Regions from separate parts of the Mus musculus genome. Here regions 1, 2 and 4 are each linked to region 3. The links are chromatin contacts, called in public HiChIP or PLAC-seq and promoter capture Hi-C maps. All regions are on one chromosome and are shown on one strand. The core of a region is the stretch at or near the end of the contact, and the rest is flanking DNA. Distances in the headings are between cores, read along the strand shown.

Evidence for each region. HiChIP or PLAC-seq counts read pairs in DNA pulled down with a chosen protein or histone mark. Capture Hi-C pulls out chosen DNA fragments and counts their contacts.
Region 1: a promoter capture Hi-C map of liver shows a contact between it and region 3, with 4 times the contacts expected there. The contact joins the promoter of Chek2 here to the promoter of Tpst2 in region 3. A contact is called at or near these places in 1 of 39 promoter capture datasets (liver), 1 of 484 Hi-C or Micro-C datasets (B cells), 1 of 115 datasets of contacts at active chromatin or transcription factors (astrocytes) and 2 of 9 other capture datasets (adipose tissue and liver).
Region 2: an H3K27ac HiChIP or PLAC-seq map of microglia shows a contact between it and region 3, with 6 times the contacts expected there. The contact joins the promoter of Cmklr1 here to the promoter of Tpst2 in region 3. A contact is called at or near these places in 1 of 39 promoter capture datasets (embryonic stem cells) and 2 of 115 datasets of contacts at active chromatin or transcription factors (T-cell acute lymphoblastic leukemia and microglia).
Region 4: a contact with region 3 is called in an H3K27ac HiChIP or PLAC-seq map of bone marrow-derived dendritic cells, with 4 times the contacts expected there. The contact joins the promoter of Sart3 here to the promoter of Tpst2 in region 3. A contact is called at or near these places in 1 of 39 promoter capture datasets (the C10 cell line), 1 of 15 datasets of contacts at CTCF or cohesin (large pre-B cells), 1 of 484 Hi-C or Micro-C datasets (B cells) and 5 of 115 datasets of contacts at active chromatin or transcription factors (the 230-238 cell line, the SCID.adh cell line, bone marrow-derived dendritic cells and 2 more).

What each region holds. Positions count from the first base shown.
Region 1 is chr5:110,838,550-110,841,249 of GRCm38.p6, reverse strand. Chek2 (checkpoint kinase 2) reads right to left here and starts at 1,267. Exons shown (of 15, transcript NM_016681.4): 1 at 1,202-1,267; 2 at 1-44. The coding sequence starts at 37. Hscb (HscB iron-sulfur cluster co-chaperone) reads left to right here and starts at 1,473. Exons shown (of 6, transcript NM_153571.2): 1 at 1,473-1,754. The coding sequence starts at 1,522. RefSeq lists an enhancer at 2,640-2,669.
Region 2 is chr5:113,649,017-113,651,749 of GRCm38.p6, reverse strand. Cmklr1 (chemokine-like receptor 1) reads left to right here and starts at 1,360. Exons shown (of 3, transcript NM_008153.3): 1 at 1,360-1,529. Gm52823 (a long non-coding RNA gene) reads right to left here and starts at 1,006. Exons shown (of 3, transcript XR_003955975.1): 1 at 873-1,006; 2 at 301-592.
Region 3 is chr5:112,275,351-112,278,050 of GRCm38.p6, reverse strand. It overlaps Tpst2 (protein-tyrosine sulfotransferase 2), which reads right to left and starts at 1,306. Exons shown (of 7, transcript NM_009419.5): 1 at 1,280-1,306.
Region 4 is chr5:113,770,868-113,773,742 of GRCm38.p6, reverse strand. Sart3 (squamous cell carcinoma antigen recognized by T cells 3) reads left to right here and starts at 1,343. Exons shown (of 19, transcript NM_016926.2): 1 at 1,343-2,422. The coding sequence starts at 2,108. Iscu (iron-sulfur cluster assembly enzyme) reads right to left here and starts at 942. Exons shown (of 5, transcript NM_025526.5): 1 at 799-942. The coding sequence starts at 915.

The DNA of each region.
Region 1 (2,700 bases), core at 18-2,517, 1.4 Mb after region 3:
AGGAGGTGCTGCTGTGGGACTGATGATGACTCTTCATATCCGACCTCGAAAACAAGAGTCCAACAATAAGGAACAAGGCTCTGGATTCGAGAGTGGAGAAGGGGAGGGAGCAGGAGAGGACTCGGCAGGAAAGTGCACATACTATTCTTGCAGAACCCAAGTTTCCCTACGTTCTCAGCACCAAATCTGGCAGCTCGAGGTTTCCTATAACTCCAAAGTCAGTGGCTCTGTAGTGGATCTTGGCCTCTGCAATCACCAGAGCTCACACTTGCACTTTCCCACACAGATAACATAATTAAAAGTAAAGTAAATCTCTACCCAAAATTAGTCATGTGGCTGCTATAACTCAATGGTAGATGGTTCATCACTTCTCCAACAGAAGCAAAGTACTGGATCCCACTCCCAGTATTGTCAAACATACAAAATGAAGACAGTTAAGGAGTCAAGAGTACAGTTCCCAGCACCCACATCCAAAAGATCACAAACACCTGTAATTCCAGCTCTTGGTGATACAATGCCCTCTATTGGCCCCCGTGCGCACTGCACAGACTTAGACACGTGATTAAAAAAAATACATAAAGAAATTTAAAGGAACGGGCACATTATGACCACCTCAAAATGAAAGACAGGCCCATTCATGAGTGGGGAGAAAAAAAAGTGACCATAGCAAAATCCCAGGATTATGAATAGAATTCCAGAGGCCACTTACAAAGCATTACACCATCTTCCTTCATGTACAGAAGCTGAGAATGGCTTGGTTGTCTCCTATCCATTCCTTGCCATCCTACCCCTCACGTATGCTGAGTATGCAGACGTACCCTCTTCAGTTCCTGCAGAGCCTAGCAGCGAAGATCGGGTTCTCAGTAGGTATTTGGGGAAAGCCATCTAGGGGCTGGCATGAACATTTATAATGTTCGTTATGAAAACTACTTCGCTCTGGCAACGAACAGCCCGGCGTTGTGCCTTCCTATGTGCCCAGACCTGTTTCAGCTCACAAGGAACAAGGAAAGTGAACTTCCCCCCCGCTTCCCCCCCGCGCGCCCCAAGGGCAGATAAAAAGGAAGAATTGACTATGCACAGCGCCCCCTCGCTCGCACAAGAAAGCAGACAAAGCGGAAGCTGCAGAGGGCCCATTTGCACAAGAAGCATGAGAACGGTATTCGACTCCTCAAACACTTAAAGTTTCCCACTTATGACTCACCGCGTGAGACCACCAGGAGCCGCAAACACTGCACAGCCTCCGCCAGTGGAGTGGCGCTAAACCTACGGATACAAACTCCACCCTCAACCAATCAAAAAGCCTTCCTCCCCGGCAGGACCAGTAAGAAAGCCCGAAGATGACTGCCGCGATTAGTCTCAAGGCTTGCTGGGAGTTGTAGTTTAACATGCAGAACGGGACTCGACGTCTTGGTTTCCCGCGGCTAATCCCGCCTCCTCGACTCCCTTAACCAATCAGCAGCGAGACGGTCTTTCCTCCTTTCCCTCGGGTCTTGCTACCTAGGTCAGCGAGCGGCCGTCCCAATGTGGGGATGCGGAGCCCGTGCCCTGCTGGGTGTGTGGGAGGTGCGGCTGGCAGGGTTCCTGGGAAGGAGACTTTTGGGCAGCAATGCCGCCGCGGGGAAGAGCATTGCACCGCAGTGCTGGAACTGCGGTCACGCAAGGGAAGTCGGGTGTGGGGATGAGTTCTTCTGCTCACACTGCCGCGCTCTGCAGCCTCCTGACCCCACTCGTGACTACTTCAGCCTCATGAACTGGTACGGGCGGCGCGTCGTGACGGGAAAGCAGCTCGGGCTTCGTAACCCGAGCGATCTAGGCTTGGGGCCGCGTCTGCGGGGCTGTAATTTCCAGCCAGCTTGGGGGGGTCTGAGGCTGAGGACCACAGTTCAAAGCCATCTTAGGCAATTTGCCGAGACTGATTCAAAACAACTACAAAGATGGATAAGTGTAGGCCATAGGTATAAGTAGTACCTAGTGAGATTTTAGGAGTTTTCCTGAGACGGAGAGGAAATAAAGTTACAGACTGGAGAGAAGATAAGGGTGGAGGCGGGGGTCAAACAGGAGTGAAGTTGCAGATGCCTGTCTGTGATCTAAGCACTTGTAAAGTGGAAAACACAGGTTCAGGAATTCAAGACTAGCAGTAGCTACAAGGACCTTGTTTTTAAACATCAACAAACAGAAACGGACAAGTTTACGGTATAGGGAGGTTTGAGGGCTGAGACTTCTGGAAAATCCATTGGCCAAACTTACAGGAACTGGGAGAGGTTTTTGTTTGTTTGTTTGTTTGTTTTTTAATTTAGCCTCACCTTGAAGTCTCGCCTGGCCTGCCTGGAATTCCACCAACCCCCTCTGCCTCACCAATGCCAGGATTAAAAGCATGCTAGACAACCGTAGGAGATGATACCCCACTTGGAGGCCAACCACACAAATAGGGAACATCTCATCGCAAATAAATTATTTATTTAACGGAGAAAATAAATACAAAACAAGCCAGGTGTGTTGGTGTTATGCCTGTGAGTCCAGCACTCAGAGGGTACAGCTGAGCCTGTACGTTTGATGAGACTCTGGGCTACATGAGACTAGGTCTCAAAAACCGAAAGCAATTAAGAACAAAACAAACCTAGTGTAGTAGCCTATGTCTAAAATCCCAGTGTTCAGTAGGCTGAAGGAAAAGGGTCAAAAGTGGGAACCCAACATAGGCTA
Region 2 (2,733 bases), core at 111-2,610, 1.4 Mb before region 3:
CCTCCTCCTCTGTATTCCCTCCTCTCCTCTCCCCTCCTCTCCTCTCCTCTCCTCTCCTCTCCTCTCCTCTCCTCTCCTCTCCTCTCCTCTCCTCTCCTCTCCTCTCCTCTCCTCTCCTCTCCTCTCCTTCTCCCCCTTTCTTCCCCTCCCCTCCCTCCTCTTCTCTCTCCTCCTTTTCCTTCCCCTCCTCTCCCTCTTCTCTCTCCTCCCCCTTACTTCCCCCCTTCTTCTCTCTCCTCACCCTTCTCCATTACCTTTCCCCTGCTTCCTTTCCTTCTTCTTTCTCTCCCCTCTCCTCACCTGTAAGTAGCTTTAGGCAGCAGGGCTTCCAACCATGACAGACCTCAGCTTGGTCTTAGCTGTGAGCCCGAGCCGGCTGCCTGGGCACAGATTCTGGTCCACGGCCTCAGCATCTCCATCCGCCATGCGTGATCTACTCTTCCAGCCCCGTTGCAGCAGGCATGGTGATGCATGACACTCTCAACCAAAGCACTTGCTATGGATCACACAGGCCAAGGACTGTTATGTCTTCCTTCTGGAGGTTGAGGACTGGGATCTAGCCTGGTTGGGCTCCAGCTCTGCCATCTCCTAGCTGGGTAGCATAGGGTAAGAAACTTAACCTTTCTGTGCCCCAATTTCCTTACCAATAAACAAGGGTAATAAAAATACCTGTCCACAACCACCACTGCCGTAGGGAGGATGTAGTATCAAGTTCCTAGCACTGTGAAGGTTGTGTACTGAGTGCCCAGTACCCTGCCTTGTTCTTGGCTACTTCAACAATTCTGTTGCTGTCGGTGCCAATAAACTAGGCACTATATCAGGTGGTGGGGACAGACTGGGGAAGACAGGCAGCAGGCAGGACAGCGTGATACCTCTGTCAGTGCTTGCTGTGATGTGGAAACCCAGAGTAGTCTGTCAGGGGAGGTTTCTTCATCACGGAGAAGGAGCTGGAAGCCATCTGGCCACACTAGGGGCAAGAATAGCACTCAGAAGTAGGGAACAGCAGGCAAGAGGCCATAGGGCTTGCTACCGTCCCTACTGCGGGCAAAGATAACCAGCTGCGGGTGGGTCTTCAGGTCGGTCAGGAGTAACTTCCCCAGCAGCCTGGTTTCAAGGCTCCATTTGCGGCTCCAGTTGTGCGCCCAGACAAGGGGCGGGTCATTCCTAGTGGGCCGTTACCACCCAGGAGCCCAGCCTGGCTGGCAGGCGAAGCCTCCTCTGGGGGAGTGGCGGGGGGCCCACTCCACACAGCTGGCGCCCCCGCCCTCCCCAGGCTGTTTCCTGCTCCTCCCGCCCCTCCCCGCTCCAGCTGTTTCTCAGGCTGAGTTCTGTCCCTGTCCCCACACAGAACACAGGACAGAGGGAGGCTCTTAGGATGTTGTGCTCCGCGGGGCTCAGACGAAATCTTCTGTGAATGGAAGAAATGCTTCCAAGCAAACAGCCACTACCAGAACAACTGAGAAAGAGGCCAGAGCGCGAGTTCTCAAACCCTGAAGTCGCAGGAGCCGGAGGGGGATATTGGAGAGAAGGTACAGCACTTGGTTCTGAGTCCTGCAGAGGGCGGGAAGGGACGCGCAGGCAGGGACTGGAGCTCCTCTTTGGGTGTGTGTCAAAGGAAAAGTTTCTAGCATAGAATCAGAGCTGAAGAGCGACGCTGGTGTTTGTGAAAACCAGCGTGGCCACCGCAGGCCATCCGTGAGGATGAATCCTTCCTCGACTCAGAGCAAAGCCCACTTGTGCCGTGCCACAGACCACCCCCGTCAGGCTCTCCGGCTCCCGAGAGGACAGTTCAGTGGCTGCTGACAAAGGCTGGCCTTGGGGGCATGTAACTACTGTGAGGTCCACTTCTCTTTTTGTTTTTTAGTATTCTGAGTGACCAGCGCTGCCATGAACACTTTGTGGGATAGTTTTGCTTTGTGTATTAGTCCCGTGGATATATTCCCATAGGTGACCCCATATCACTGTGTGTGTGTGATGCTCTGTGTGATGTCCAGATGTGCAGGCAGAGGGAGAACGTGGGGTGTCTTCTTCTGTCACTCTCTGATTATCATAAGCCTTGTCAAGGTCTCTCATAGACCCAGAGAGAGGCAGAGGCAGGAGGATCTCTGTGAGTTCAAGGCCAGCCTGGTCTACAGAGTGAGTTCCAGGACAGCCAGGGCTACATGGAGAAACCATGTTTTAAAATTATTTTATTTTTAATTATATATATGCATGCCAATATCTATGTGGGTCTGTGCATGTGAGTGCACGTGAGTCCCGGACAAAAGAGGATCAACTTCCCCTACAGCTGGTGTTACATACAGATGCTGATGAAACCATGTCAATGCTGGGAATTGAACCTGGGTCTTCTGGAAGAACAGCTGGTACTCTTAACCACCGAGCCATCGCTCCAGTTCTTCACTACCCTTTTTTAAAGATATGTGAGCTGTCTGGTCATGGCAATTTCTTCCTGCTGACGCTGTACATGGCATGGCATAGGGGTGCAATAGCCTTGAAGCCTTCTTAACACTAGGGCTGCCTGCCTCTGCTTGAGATGCTTCTGCTTGCAACTCTTTATGTGATGGGGCAGGGTCTCTCGCTGGGACCCTGAGCTCACTGACTAGGCTTAGCTGGCTGGGCAGTGAGCCCTATGGATCTTCCTGACTTCTGCTTGCAACTCTTTATGTGATGTGGCTCAGAGAGGACAGGCCACAGGTCTGAGGTCACACAGTGAGGAAGTGGAGGAGGAGGAGG
Region 3 (2,700 bases), core at 57-2,556:
TCCGGGGCTGAAACCGGAGAGTCTGGGGTTCAAGGTCAGCTTGAGGTAGATAAGACTTGGTCACAAATATCATCATAACCATCACATTCCAGAGGCAGTAAAGTGGTAAGGCACTTTGGGAGTTTGGCAGCTCCTCAATAGGTTAAACTTTAAAGGGATCCTGAAATTTAGGCAAAACTGAAAAGAGAAATACAGTGTGTGTATTCCCAGCAACAATACTAATCACAGCCATAAAGGAACATCAACCCACTGTCCATCTACAAACCAATGGACTACACACACACACACACACACACACACACAATATCCACACTAGGAAATACTATGCACATGAGGAACCATACACAGAACCACCCAGAGCAGAGAAATCCATAGACAGATAGTAGTGTAGATGAAGGTGAGCCGGGGTCTGGGGAAAGAGGTTTGGGAGTTGAGGGTTAGGGACTGCTGCTTTGGGGGATGTACAAATGTTCTAAAAGTAGACGAGGATCAGTGCGTAATGTGAGCATCCTAAAACCCACCAACCACCTAAAGTTTACTTCCAAAAGAAGATTTATATGGTTAGTGGATCAGACCTTCAGAAAAAGTGTTACAAAAAAAAAAATCCTTAGATACGGTTTTTAAAACAAGATATGGTAAATGGAATGAGCCCAAGGCGAGGCAAGGCGGGTACAGCGGTTCACAAATAACTTAACAGCTTCTTCAGGGTAACGAAACAAACCCAGTTCTGTATGTCCGGAAACAGAGGCTGGAGAAAGGGCATGTCCCCAATACTAAGCCGGAGCCTCCCAGCCCGATCTGCCCCAATGCAGAAGCTGGGCCTAACTAACCATCGGGCATCCCTGCTAGAATGAAAGAAACAAGGGGTTGGGGAGGGCAAGGAACAGTATGAACACCGGGAGCAGTGGGTACAGGGGCAGCCACCTCTGGGGGGAGGGGGGAGGGTCACACGCTCGCTCGCGCGCACAAAACCCCGCGGGAGAGTTTCTGCCCCGTCCTAGCTGTGAGTCCCAGCGCCCGGGCACGTGACCCCAGGCCTCAGTTTCCCACGTGTGAAGCAGGAAGCAAGCAAAACAGGGCAGAGCAAGAGAGGTCTACGCGTTCTTAAGAACCACCGTGGGCCGCGACCTCCGCAAGTTAACTTCCCCGCGGCGCCGCGCGGGTGGGGCTCCAGGCCACGCGCGTCCTCCCGCGGCGACCAGGCCTGTCCGCGCCGCCCACCGTCCGGACCGCGCCACGCAGCCCTGACCTGGTACTGGCCGAGGCCGCTGCCACCTACCGTGCCCAAATCGGCGCCCGCGCAGACTCCGGCTCCCTGCCGGCCGCCAGGGAGGCGCCGCGAGGGGCGGGGCCGCGTGTCGTGACGCAAGGGGCGGAGCCACTCGTGATCACGCCCCTGTCGCCTAGTGCTTGACCACGCCCCCAACGTCTATCGCTAGAGCCGCGACACTCCAGGCTTGCCCAGAGGGTTGGGGGCGGGACCCAGATAGGCCCTGCCCACACGCACGGCCTCCGCCACTCCCCCTCCCCTAGCTTCCCCTCTAGCGCCATGACGCAAGGGGTGTGGCCAAGAGAGCCCGCCCCTTCCAGCGTTGCCCCGCCCTCATCTCCTCCCCGGGGGCGGAGCCCCTGCCGTTAGAGCTTGCTGCTCTGGCTCCTTTAACTACGCAGGGCGTTCCTCCTCTGCACGGCATCCTTGAGGGCGCAGCCACAAGCTGGCGTTCAGACGCTGAGCGGGATGGCTGTCCGTCAGCGCAGGGGTGTGCACTATAGGTACAGGATTGGGTCCCAGAAAGGAGCCAGCCCAAGGTGTGCAGAGCAAAGGAGAAGGTGTAGGCTAGCCTCTCGCTGCGTCCTCTATAGCCTCTGTTTACAGCGCGCGCGCGCGCGCACGAGTTGTGGTGTGTTTTACCATTTTAAAATACATTAGATGGCTCGTTTGGTAAAGACGCTTGCAATCCCCGAAACCCGTGCAGAGATGGAAGAGTAGAACCGGCTCCACAAAGTTGTCTCCGACCTCCACACGTGTGCCTTGACACACAGTAATAAAAATAAATATTGAAAATAAAATCCTGGTGTTTGCGAGATGGCTTAGTGGGTAAGAGCGCCTGCCTCTAAGTCTGACGACATGAGTTCGATGAGGGACCCACATCATACAAGGACGTACCCCTCCCACCCAAACAAATCCTTTGACCTTCCAGGGTGTTGTGAAACCGTATACCCCAAACCTGTACAAAACTAAATGAAATTCATTTTTATACTAGTTACAACTAACACAAATATCTCTACAGGCCAGACAAAGCAAGGCACACAGATATGTGTTTGTCATTCATTCATTCATTCATTCATTCATTCATGTAGTCTATAAAACAGTGCCTGCCCTGTGGGAGATGCTGGGCTGACAAAGTCCCCGTCTTGGTGAAGCCAGTTACCAAAAATGAAACCACACAACATAGCATTTACTGAGTGCATATTTGAGATTTTTTTTTTTTTTTTGTGACTAACGACACAGCTCTGGGAGTTTTATACTATTTATGGGTGAAGAAAGATCAAAGAGCAAGGTCTGCCTGAAGGGGACTTCTGCTCCGCTGAGGGCTTTCTCTGAGCTTTATGATTCCACAAGTAAGCTGGATTCCCCTCAACAAGCCTTCCCAGCAGGGTCTGGAACTGGCCAGGCAAGAGTAGGTTCCAAAACTAGTC
Region 4 (2,875 bases), core at 94-2,593, 1.5 Mb before region 3:
AGGCCTTGGGCAAGAGCACCCAAGCCAGAACAGAACAAGCAGCTGTTAAAGTCAGGGACACACTAAGATTTAATAACCGAGCTTTCTCCCGCTAGTTACCAGGAGGCACCCTCATCTGCAGATTGAGTCTAAGCCCTGAGCCCCCATAACGCATCATCTAATCAAGGACTTTGGGGGGGGGGGGAGGGAGTGTCTTGTACATCTGCGGTAGCCTTGTTTTTCGGAGTGAGTCTCCTGTCAAGAGGATTTTAACGTCCCTAAAAGCGTGGGGGCCCGCAAACTACTCTTCTTCTATACTTTCTGCTCCCTACCAATAAACACACAACTGAGAACCGAAGTTTTAATGTTGGGCTAGGTGCTTGGCTGAGCTCGAGGCCATCGGCTCCTAAAAGAGTAAATAAATCGCCATCAGTGGTTTCCCTTGGTTGGACCGAGCGCTCCACGTACGGGGACTTCAGAAGACTCCTGTCAGGTCTGAGAGAAAGGATGGGAGGGGACCAGTGACTTGATCAAGGCCATCTGGCCAGGGCAATGGCTTAGCTGGGGAGGACGCTGGTGCTGTCGAGTGTGCTCAAGCATGCGTGTGTGTGTGTGTGTGTGTGTGTGTGTGTGTGCGTGCTGCCCCTTGACCCCCGGCACGACATACCCGGACCCTCCCTTCTGGGCTGTCAGCCTTGGGACACTCGGAGTGACGGCCGCGGCGGGGCAGAGGCGGCCGCGGGGCTCCTCGGTGCTGGTGATCTGCGCAACGGCGGCAGGTCCCCTCGATGGTTCGCGCACCCCCTCGCCCGCCCATACCTTCTTGTGGTAGAGCCTGGCCGGAGCCGACAGCTCCCGGGCGGGCAGGCGCGGGCTCCGCAGCAGCAGCGCCGACGCCGCCCGCCTCAGACGGCCAGCTCCCGTGGCCGCCGCCATCCTGCCGGCTTGAGCTGCGTCGACCTCGGCGACGCCGGAGGGATGGCGCGCCCGTTCGACGTCACCGCAGCTCGGCGCTTGCGCTGGCGTCTCGGCCCGGCTACGCCCCCTCTGACCGCGCCCTCGGAAGGGGCGTGGCCAGGCGCAGAGCGGGAAGGTCCGAAGCGGCGTGCAAGGTTGTCTGGTGCTGCGATGGGCGTGGGGATGCTCGGTTTCAGGCGTGTTTATGATTCGATCATGCATACGTCCCTGGTAGACTTTTGTTCAGGCTGTGGAGTTCCTTTTCTTTCTTTCTCTCTCTCTTTCTTCCTTTTTTTTTTTTTTTTTTTTTTTTACTAATTCCGAGGTAGCCGTTTCACCCATGGAGCAAATGCATATTAAGTGTACTCTAGGTGTCACTAAAAAAAAAAAAAAAAAAAAAATCCTGGGAGCAAAACGGACGCGATTTCTGGCTCGTTAACCTTGTTGATGAAGGGGAAAGGCAGTGCAGAGGGAAACAGCAACGCTTTTCCGACCTCGAGAACGAGGGGTATAAGAGAAACGAACCCCATCCCTCGACACCTACGTTTGTTTTACCGCCATGCACATCATTCCGAATCAATACTTATTGTAATGTATTATCATTGACTATAAAAATCCACAAAAGCGACTCGTTTAACACAACTACGAGGTACTAGGTGTTACAAAGGGGAGGGAGCTTTATTCGAGAGATGAGACTTTTCCCATGAGATGGTGCATCCGATCGCGGAGGAACTGCAATCTTGTCCGCACTTGAGGGTCGGTTGCCGGGAAACAACCACGCACCGGAGCCGGCCGAGCCTTACAGAAGGTCTTTAGTCCAAAGCGACGACTTTGACCTTCCTAAGATGGCGCCTCGACCTTAACTACGGACATCACGCACGCACCACTTCAGCTGTGGCTGCCACTTCCGGCCCAAAGACCCGACAGCTGTCCACGGTTGTAGCCGGACGCAGGTTATGCTCGTGAGCCTTTTCTTCTGACGGTGGCGTCTGGAGGCGCTAAAGGATAGCATCAGCGGTGGATTCTCCACAGCTTCCTGCTCCCTGAGGCCGTCCGCGACGCTCCCGCTGGTGGCCGAGCGGAGTTTTGATCAGGCAGACGCCGCGGACAGCCCGATGCTCGCCGGGCTTCGGCGGGCGAGGGAAGACCCGAGAGTCGCGGGCTGCGCAAGATGGCGACGACGGCCGCATCTTCGGCGTCCGAGCCGGAGGTTGAGCCCCAGGCCGGGCCTGAGGCCGAGGGAGAAGAGGATGAGGCGAAGCCGGCCGGTGTGCAGCGGAAGGTGCTGTCCGGCGCTGTGGCCGCGGAGGCGGCGGAGGCCAAGGGCCCCGGATGGGACCTGCAGCGGGAAGGCGCGAGCGGGAGCGATGGGGATGAGGAGGACGCCATGGCTTCCTCCGCCGAGAGCTCCGCCGGGGAGGACGAGTGGGAGTACGACGAGGAGGAGGAGAAGAACCAGCTGGAGATCGAGCGGCTGGAGGAGCAGGTTGGCCGGCCTGGGTGGCGGCGGCGGGCTCCCTTCCTCCCTTCGGGTCCCCAGGCCCGGCCCGCCCCCTCGGTCCTCCGTGGTTATGGAGACCGCTGAGGTCGCCGGGACGCCGTGAGCCACCGTGAGTCCCCGCGTCCCCGGCTCAGTGCGCGCCCAGGGCGTCCCTAAAGTATTCCATTGAATAGTGTTTAATCCGGTTTCCCCGGGAAACTGAGGCTCGTTGAGGGGGCTCCTGCACAAGGTGCCACCGCACCTGAGAGTGTTTATCTTTTTAAGCTTTTACTCTCTCTTTTTTTTCTTCTTATTTTAAACTTGTGCTTGTATGCCTGCGTGGACACGGTTGTCTTTTAACCATGTGTGTTCCGGGGATTGAACTCTTGGTCATCAGGTGTGGCGGCGGAGCCATCTCTCCAGCCCCGGACTGTCACTCTTTTTTTTTTTTTTTTCCGA